Regions from separate parts of the Capsicum annuum genome. Here region 2 is linked to region 1. A link is a contact called in public Hi-C data. All regions are on one chromosome and are shown on one strand. Each heading gives the region's core, a stretch centred on a gene start, on an enhancer-like site or on the middle of the called end of the contact. The rest is flanking DNA. Distances are from core to core; before and after follow the strand shown. Region 1 overlaps LOC107852698 (nicalin-1). Region 2 overlaps LOC107852700 (mRNA-decapping enzyme-like protein).

Region 1 (4,285 bases), core at 320-2,819:
GAATTAATAAGATTTACAAAATTCTTCCTGGTAAACATTGAATTTTTTCTTCATATATTTATTTCTTATATTTTAAATTTTCTAAGTTAAAAATCTTACTTTGTCAAAATTTTCAATATTTCATACTTTTAATATTTATGTTTGTTGCTCAAAAAATACTATCATGCATGAACTTGATGGGTTAAATTTTAAAGTTGTTAACCTATTTAAAGATAAAAAATTTTATTCATTATTAATTTTTTATTATTTATTATATATTGTGTCCTTAATTTTGTGGTGGAAACAATAGCCACCTTAATAAATATTTGTGTGATAGAATAGTAATTAATAAGATTCCTTTTAAAGGTATTTTAATATTTATTTTTTAATTATATTTTTTTATTAAGTGGGACAAAATAAGAATAAAATAGACACATCAATAGATATTCTTAAAAAGATTTGTTTTATGAATAGATATTCACATTTGTTAGAGAAGTAGAAACGTGAAAAGATATTTTTCTACAATTATTACAATATAATAAAATAGATATAAGATACAAAAAATATCCTTAATTATTAAAATAGATGTGAAATTTCAAATCTACCCTTGGTCGTCCTCAACTCTCCTTTCTATCTAGTAGAAATAATAATTTAGATCTACACAAAATTTTCATCACATTATTTGCTATGAAAACTTATCCACTGATTCTAGAACCTAGATGCACATAGAATTGAATACCAACTTTTGAAAATTAAATATAACTAAAACATGAACAAAATTTGTACTAGACATTTTTTCTAGTTTTGTTTTTGCGCTATCCCATTTCATTCTACTCTTTATTCAATTGTAAGCAATCTACTAGCATTGCATGTTGAAAGAGAAATATATTTATTCACTGGAAAAAAAAATCGACCAATAGAACTGAGGGAGGGGTATATTTCTTTGTGTCCTTTTTGTGGGTCAAGTCGGGTGGGACGGGTTAAATTTGTTTTTTCTTAAAAAAAAATAGGACATTCAACATTGATTTGAGCTTTTCTATTAAAAGAATTGTACACTTAAAGTTTCTTGGTAATTCTAATCACCTTCCCGGAAGGGTATTTGAATCAGCTAAGCCTCCAACCAAAACAACCCAAATACATCAATTGCTAAAAGAACAAACTTTAAGTCTTACGAACATAACCTTTTGTACCAATAACCAATGGCTAAGAGCTCTTCCGGTACACTAACCAACGGCTAACCAACCTTTTGTACCACTATATCTACCACTGATGTAGCTACCATACTAGCAAATTAATCATGTTTCAGGTCTTCTAAAACTGCTTACTTGGAACACTAGGTTATTGCAGTTAATTATTCTGGTGAGAGTAAGAAATAAGCAACAAGAGACACGGTGAAGGAACCAAAGGAAAGTTATTTTTTAGGTGTTTAGAATTACCAAGTGCTCTGTAGGTGTAATTCTAACCACCAAAGGGTTAATCTTTTTAAAGAAACGCTGATTGAAATCAAGCAAATTACCAACTATGAAATATTTGGGGGCCAAGCAGTATGTTTAACAGAAAACATTTACAAAACGCTTGAACATTTATTGGCCAGTGAGACACAACAATCAGAGCAACCCCCCCCCCCCCCACCCACACACACACACAACCACCCAACCCACCCACACAGAGACACACAAAGCAGTACACTCGCACAACCTCTAGTTTGTAACCAATGCACTAGCTTTGATCTCATTTTGTAATTTGTCATCACTGTTATTGTCTGTATATATATTTCCTTGAAGACGTACCAATTTCATTTCTTTATTGCGTCGTATATTTGTGGTGCTCAAATTGTTGTTAACTCCTTACTAAACATCCTCCAATATCTACTTCTAATCCATTGTAGCGTTGAGAGAGTCTCTTTTTTGGATATGAATGTCAGACACGACATTGTGGTAATTTTATTAAGTACTATTGAATAAGAATAGTAATTGTATATAGGGCAAACTAGTTCACTTGTTTACCATTTCAATTCGAGACATGGCCTGTCAATATGCAAAGTTTGAATATGGAAGGAGCCATTTTAAAGCAAGACAATTACTACAAATAATCCACTTTTGTAAGTGAAATCAACATGAACTTACAGGCTTTTGAAAAGATTCTCTAAAGCAAAAGAAGCCTGCATCTTTTTGGAACATAAATACATTCAATCTGCCAAAATTGACGCCCTACGTCCGCTGGTATACATGTTTAGAACTCATAATCCTATGAGAAAAGCCGGCTGCGAGAATGACATTCTTATCTCAGTTAAAAAAATGACTGGGAAACCTACCAAAGCAAAATATGTGGAGCTTTTCCATGAAATGCTAAATGTTTACATGACGATACATTGAACCACTGATAACAACTTGCCGAAAATGAGCTTCCTTGAGATTACAAAAAGTAACATCTGCTTCTTGATTCACAAGCACCTGATGCAGAAATGTCCTGCTTCAGGAATCAAGCGGTTTTTACTTTCCGTGATGGGGGGCGACGGAATAGACTAATAAGATCGTCAAGACCCTGCCAAATAATACCATCAGATTGGTTAGATGAGTTTACATTTTCTTTTCTTTGTATTTATATTTTGATTGGTACACACATCTAGGAGGTTTTTTAAGTCTTTGTTATAAATTCATCATATTTTGGAACAGCTAAAATTTGTATATGAAAATAAGAGAATCAGGATCAGGTAAACCAGAATACATACCCTGGTGGTGATAAAAAGAAAACTGAAAAGTGTAATCAAGTATGATCCTAGAACCAACAGCAAAAGCAAGTCAAATGTCACGCTGGCAACCTGCAACGGGAACAATTTAAGCGGTTAATCGCAAAAGTAAATAAATGGAGAAACGAAGATTAAACTGTAGACGGTTAAGAAACAAATGCAACTGACAATATGACTGTATAAATATTGGTGTTTAAAAAAATGGACAGGTTACTCAAGCTTAAAATCAGCAACCAGTGGAATAGGAAAACTTTCCGAGTTACAAAACTAGGTCTGAATGTTATAATCAGTGTCAGAGATGCTTATTTCTTTTGTTTTTTTCTGATGAAAATAAGTGGTCGTAAATGCTCATATTCATCACCACATGAGACATGGAACACTGGTGGCAAGGCGAGAGCTGCACGACTACGACCCTTTCTGTCCATATAATCACTCTTCAAGTCTAAACCTACTGACCCCACTAAACCAAACTTCAAACTACTACTCCTGCATTGTCTTTCTGCATGCCAGATGAAGAGATCTCATTTGCTTCTAATGGTAAGGTCAGGTTTAGTATCTTCTTGTATTTTAAAGGCTCATCTTTATGTAGGTTATTTTGAACATCTTCATTAAAGAAAGTTTTGCTGAATATTTTATAGAGGCAGCTCATGGAAATGTTGATCAATTAGACTATACAAAAAAAGGTCCTCAGTCAATACATTTAAGCAGAAAATTGTATTTCTAACTTCTACAAATTATACTATTATTTGCATTACGTTACAAACCACAGCTAAGCTAACAGAATGGATGGAGTTATTTACACACCTGATATATATGCAACTTGCCACTAGTTGAATCGTAAAAAGTGAACATTCCATCTAGAATCTCATGCTGTACATTCACCTCTGCAGTATGATCCGCTAATTCCTGCAGAGACACCGAAAGCACATGTTGGTCAAAACAAGAAAATAAAAGACACAGATACCTTAAGGAGCTCAAATTGAAGCATGTCAGTGCTCAAGAGAAAGCCTGACGAGCTAAATTTTGGTCCAACCTACATCTTCATGCTCACCAGTGGCATGGGACACCATCAAAGGTTAAAGATGTGCATAAAACTAATAGACCAGGCAATTTTCGACCAAGTAATAGGTAAATTCTTTGTCATTCTGCTCAGTTTTACAACATTAATTGCCAAACAAAAATGATAAAGGCAAGCCATCATGATGAGGAAACAAAAATGATAAAGGCAAGCCATCATGATGAGGAATAGTGATATACACAAAGATGTCCTTATATACACACCAAGACATTATGATGATATTTAAAAGTGAAGAAGATAATAAACTAACTAATCAGTATATTTAAGTGTAAATGCATCTAAAATACCTTCTCCAGCGCCTTAATAAGTGGGTCGTTCTTTGAAAGAAAAGGTGCCACTCTAGGTGTTGTGGATAAAAGTTCTAGCCAAGACCTTATGTAGGAAGGATTGACAGCTAAGCTACTGTCATCTGCAAATATGATAATGCTTTTCTTCTCTTGGCTGTAAATGTGTCTCTGTGTATAAAGAAATTTGTTAAA
Region 2 (4,054 bases), core at 139-2,638, 150 kb before region 1:
ATGGCGAAATATATAACTTTTTATCACATCAACTATGAACTCAACTATTGTTGCCTATTAACTTGAGGTCACTGAAGAAACTCATTATTTAAATCCTGAATGTGCCTATGTTGTCAAGGTCATATTGGGTGGTGATTACAATAATGGCCTCGGAGGTGGGTAGTCAAGCCCCATGGGCAAAACTTAAGTTTAACAAGTTTTGACTTTTAATTTTAATGATTTGCCTATGGATCAACATCATCATACCCAATATAACCCCATAAGTGGGTTATGGGGTAGATAGTGTACGTAGACCTTACCTTTACCTCGGGGAGGTATAGAGGGGATCAAAAGTTCAAGATCAACCCCTTTCAAAGTCATTGGGTGTAAGTTCTTGATATCATGTATTTCTTTTGTAGTGTACTGCAAACTAGTTATGAAGTCTGCAAATAGTTAGGAATTAGATATTTGAGTGGATTAGTAATCTAGTTCACAATTCATTAATTTCTTGTTTTGTTGGTGTAGCTAGTCGATTAGCTAGGCTGTTTTTGGATACTCATGTCTTCAGATTTTTCCTTAATCTATTTAGTGCCTATTTTTCTCTATTAGGACCCATGATTTGATATAAATTTTGTACTGACCTCTTATGCATCTGATTTTTGTCTTGCATAACAGGATGACCAATTTATTGACATTGTATACCGTGCTATTCTGAATGCTCATCACACATGATAAATAGAGGAACGTTTGCGCTTCACTTGGTGAAATCTCATTATGCAGCGCTACTGGCAGAAAGATGGCATCAAGTTCATCTCCTTTAGGTTATTACTGTTTATATTGTCTTTGAGACCCACCTTGTATAGTATTATGCTCCATAGTTTTACTAGTTTAGATTTGATGTTTTACCTTGTATACAGTGTTTATGGGTTTTGCCAGTCTGGAACTCCAATGCTTCATTTAGCCAAGTTCCATCCATGTGTTTTTTGGTCATTAAACAATAAACAATCATGTGAAAGATGTGTGCATTTTCAGCTTTGGTCTCTGCAAGGGTTAGTATTGTGTAAGCTGAATTGCAAGAAAGACTTGGGTGGGGTTAGTTGATTCTAAATTTTTTATATCGAAGCTACATTAGTGACACATCATACATCAATGAAAAAGTTCCAATTTGATATCAGTTTCGGATTGGTAGAATTAATTCGATCACTGCCTACATGCCAAAACATATGCTTTTCGATATTCCACCCAAGTTTTTTTCTTAGTTTTCCAGAGTACATATCTACCTCTTTTCGGAAATGGCCCAGATCAGTTCTCGACACTGACGTCGTTGCCTCAGCAAAATCAATGTATAATACGCCATACAGATGCCTCAGGTGAATCTTTTTCCTGGATTTGTCGATTGCAAAGCATCCCTCCAATATGTTGTCATTTCATTTGGCTAGCGTGCTACGTTCGCCTCCCAACTTCAAGTTGCTATTATGTTCCTCGTAAGTGAATCTATTAGACATTTGATTCCCATATTTGGCTGGCCCGTAATGCTACTCCATGATAACGATACAATTGTCTAACACCAATCTTTTCTTAAGGAACGTGTAAATGAAAATATGACAAGTATTTTGACATGGAGGGAGACTTGTCTTATCACAAAATTATCTAGACTGGCTACAAATCTCCCCTCCTAATTAATGGATAAAGCTTCTAACTCATACGAAGGGTACAATGAATTCATTAATATACCAAACTTGAACCTACTTCTTTCACACTATGGCAAATTTGGCTCCACTGGCAGTCGAAATTATTCAACTTATCGTCCTGCACGCCCTTAGCCAAACCAAGTGTTCTTCAGGGTAAGTATATTTTGTACTTATATATCAACCACAGTTCCTAAGATCCCTCTTCAATTTAAGTGGCAATCACCATCTCCTCAAACTTATAAACTTGAACACCAATGGTGCTATGAACACCACAACAGGATCTAGTGGTGTGAGACGAGTTGTGCATGATTCGAGGGGTAATTGGATCATGAAAAAGAACTCTATTTTCTTTTGCATTTTATGGTTGTTGTCTTGGGTGCTGCTATTTTCTTTCTGCAGTTGTTGATTTGGTGGGATTGTAGTAACCTAGTACACCGTCCTTAATTACAAGTTGCCTTATCTGATTTTGAGTTTGCCTATTTTTCAAAAAAGCATAAAAGTAAATAGTATTAATGTCACCCAGATTGAGCCATTGTATTCTTCATTTTTGTTTTGCAATACTCTCCTTGATCACAAGTCATTTCTTTGACTATTGTTTAGCTGCATTCTCCATTTGGACCAGTTCTGAGAACCCAGAATAGTCTGTTGTGTTTGAAAGGTAAGAATTTATACGTCTCTTTTAAGAGACTTTGATATGACCCATATATTTTTTATAATAAAATGTTGCCTTGTCTTTCAAGTAAAGTAATAAATCAGCCGAGTCATTTTTCTCTAAGTTATGCATATATTTTTTTGATGTCAAGAAATAACTATGAGAAGTCCCTAGGGTCAACGTTATATGCCTAAGAGTCTCTAGCTCACCTATAAATACGTCTGTGATTCCATCAATCTTGCATACATTTTTGATAGACATAGGCTAGAAGACTCTAGGATGATTCTTCTTTCTTTTGGATTACAAGTCGGTGATAAACCAAAGAGGATTCATACACTTGAGCAATCATGGCTGAAGTTAAGGGTGTACATGGACCGGGTTGATTCGGATTTTTTAATTAAATACCAAACAAAATCATTTTGCTGGGTTTTTAAATCTATGAACCAAATCAAATCAATAAAATTCAGGATTTGCAATCTCGGATTTTTCAGTTTTCTCGACTTGTTCGGATTTTTTCAATTTTTTTCTAGTAACGTCTTCATATACAACATATAATTTTTTTTTGGTAAAAAACATATAGTTAACTTGTGCTTTAAATATTTCTTTAGTCCTTGCAAGATACAACTATCTTAGTTGTTTCTTACAAAAAAACATAAAATATGAAATGAGTGATGACAAAAAAATATTCAACAACAACAAAATAATAATAATATCATAAAATAAATATTGCACATAAATAAGTTATAATAAAAATAATCATAATTTTAACATATTAACAACAACAACAACAATAAACCCAGTATATTCCCACATAATGGGGTCTGGGGAGGGTAGAGTGTACGCAGTCCATACCACTACCTCTAAAGAAGTAGAGAGGCTGTTTTCGATAGACCCCAGCTCAAGATAAAAGGCACTATACAAAAGAATCAAAAGCATAGAACATGATAAAATAACATAGGTACGACATCCACAAAAAATTTGTACATTGCCAAACAAAGGACACCAAAGTCCACCTAAATACTGCCTACGACTCATCCACACCCGTATCCCTCTATCCTAATACTTTTCCTCCATATCTTCTTATCCAGGGTCATGTCCTCAGTTAGCTGTAACTGCTCCATGTCATGTTTAATCACTTCTCTCCAGTATTTCTTCGGCCTACCCCTACCCCGTTTGAAACCTCCTAAGGCCAACCTCTCACACCTACGAATTGGGGCATTCGTGCCTCTCCTCATCACATGAACAAACCATCTCAACCTCACTTCCCATATTTTATCCTCCACTGACACCACTCCCACCTTCTCCCGAATAATTTCATTCCTAACCCTGTCAGCCCTTATGAATCCATACATCCAACGTAACATCTTTATTTCCGCCACCTTCAACTTTTGGCTATGAGAATTCTTAACCGGCCAACACTCTGCTCCATACAACATAGCAGGCCGAACTACAACTTTATAGAATTTGCCTTTCAGCTTGGGGACACCTTCCTATCGCATAAAATTCTCGAAGTGAGCCTCCATTTCATCCAAACTTCCCCAATACGGTGAGAGACATCCTCATTTATCTCTCTATTTTTCTGAATCGTAGACCCAAGATACTTAAAACTATCTCTCTTGTAAACCGCCTGAGAATCCAACTTCATTACCATCTCATCCTCTTGCCTCGAGTCATTAAACTTGCACTCCAAGTACTCCATTTTGGTCCTATTCAACCTGAAACCTTTAGACTC

The links. A called contact is a pair of places that touch in the nucleus more often than the background predicts.
Region 2: a contact with region 1 is called in a Hi-C map of leaf, with 4 times the contacts expected there. The contact joins two enhancer-like sites. A contact is called at or near these places in 3 of 5 Hi-C or Micro-C datasets (bud, leaf and placenta).

What each region holds. Positions count from the first base shown.
Region 1 is chr1:64,243,900-64,248,184 of UCD10Xv1.1, reverse strand. LOC107852698 (nicalin-1) reads right to left here. Exons shown (of 14, transcript XM_016697736.2): 11 at 4,094-4,261; 12 at 3,533-3,634; 13 at 2,711-2,800; 14 at 2,023-2,523. The coding sequence ends at 2,461. Among protein-coding and RNA genes, the nearest start is that of LOC107852698, 20 kb to the right of the region's middle. Within about 2 kb of position 1,569, at least 4 of the 5 cell types and tissues checked have an H3K27ac peak or open chromatin away from gene starts, as enhancers often do. A contact at or near this core is called in bud and leaf, where this site is marked.
Region 2 is chr1:64,393,350-64,397,403 of UCD10Xv1.1, reverse strand. It overlaps LOC107852700 (mRNA-decapping enzyme-like protein), which reads left to right. Exons shown (of 8, transcript XM_016697738.2): 8 at 655-1,153. The coding sequence ends at 711. Among protein-coding and RNA genes, the nearest start is that of LOC107852700, 14 kb to the left of the region's middle. Within about 2 kb of position 1,388, at least 4 of the 5 cell types and tissues checked have an H3K27ac peak or open chromatin away from gene starts, as enhancers often do. A contact at or near this core is called in bud and leaf, where this site is marked.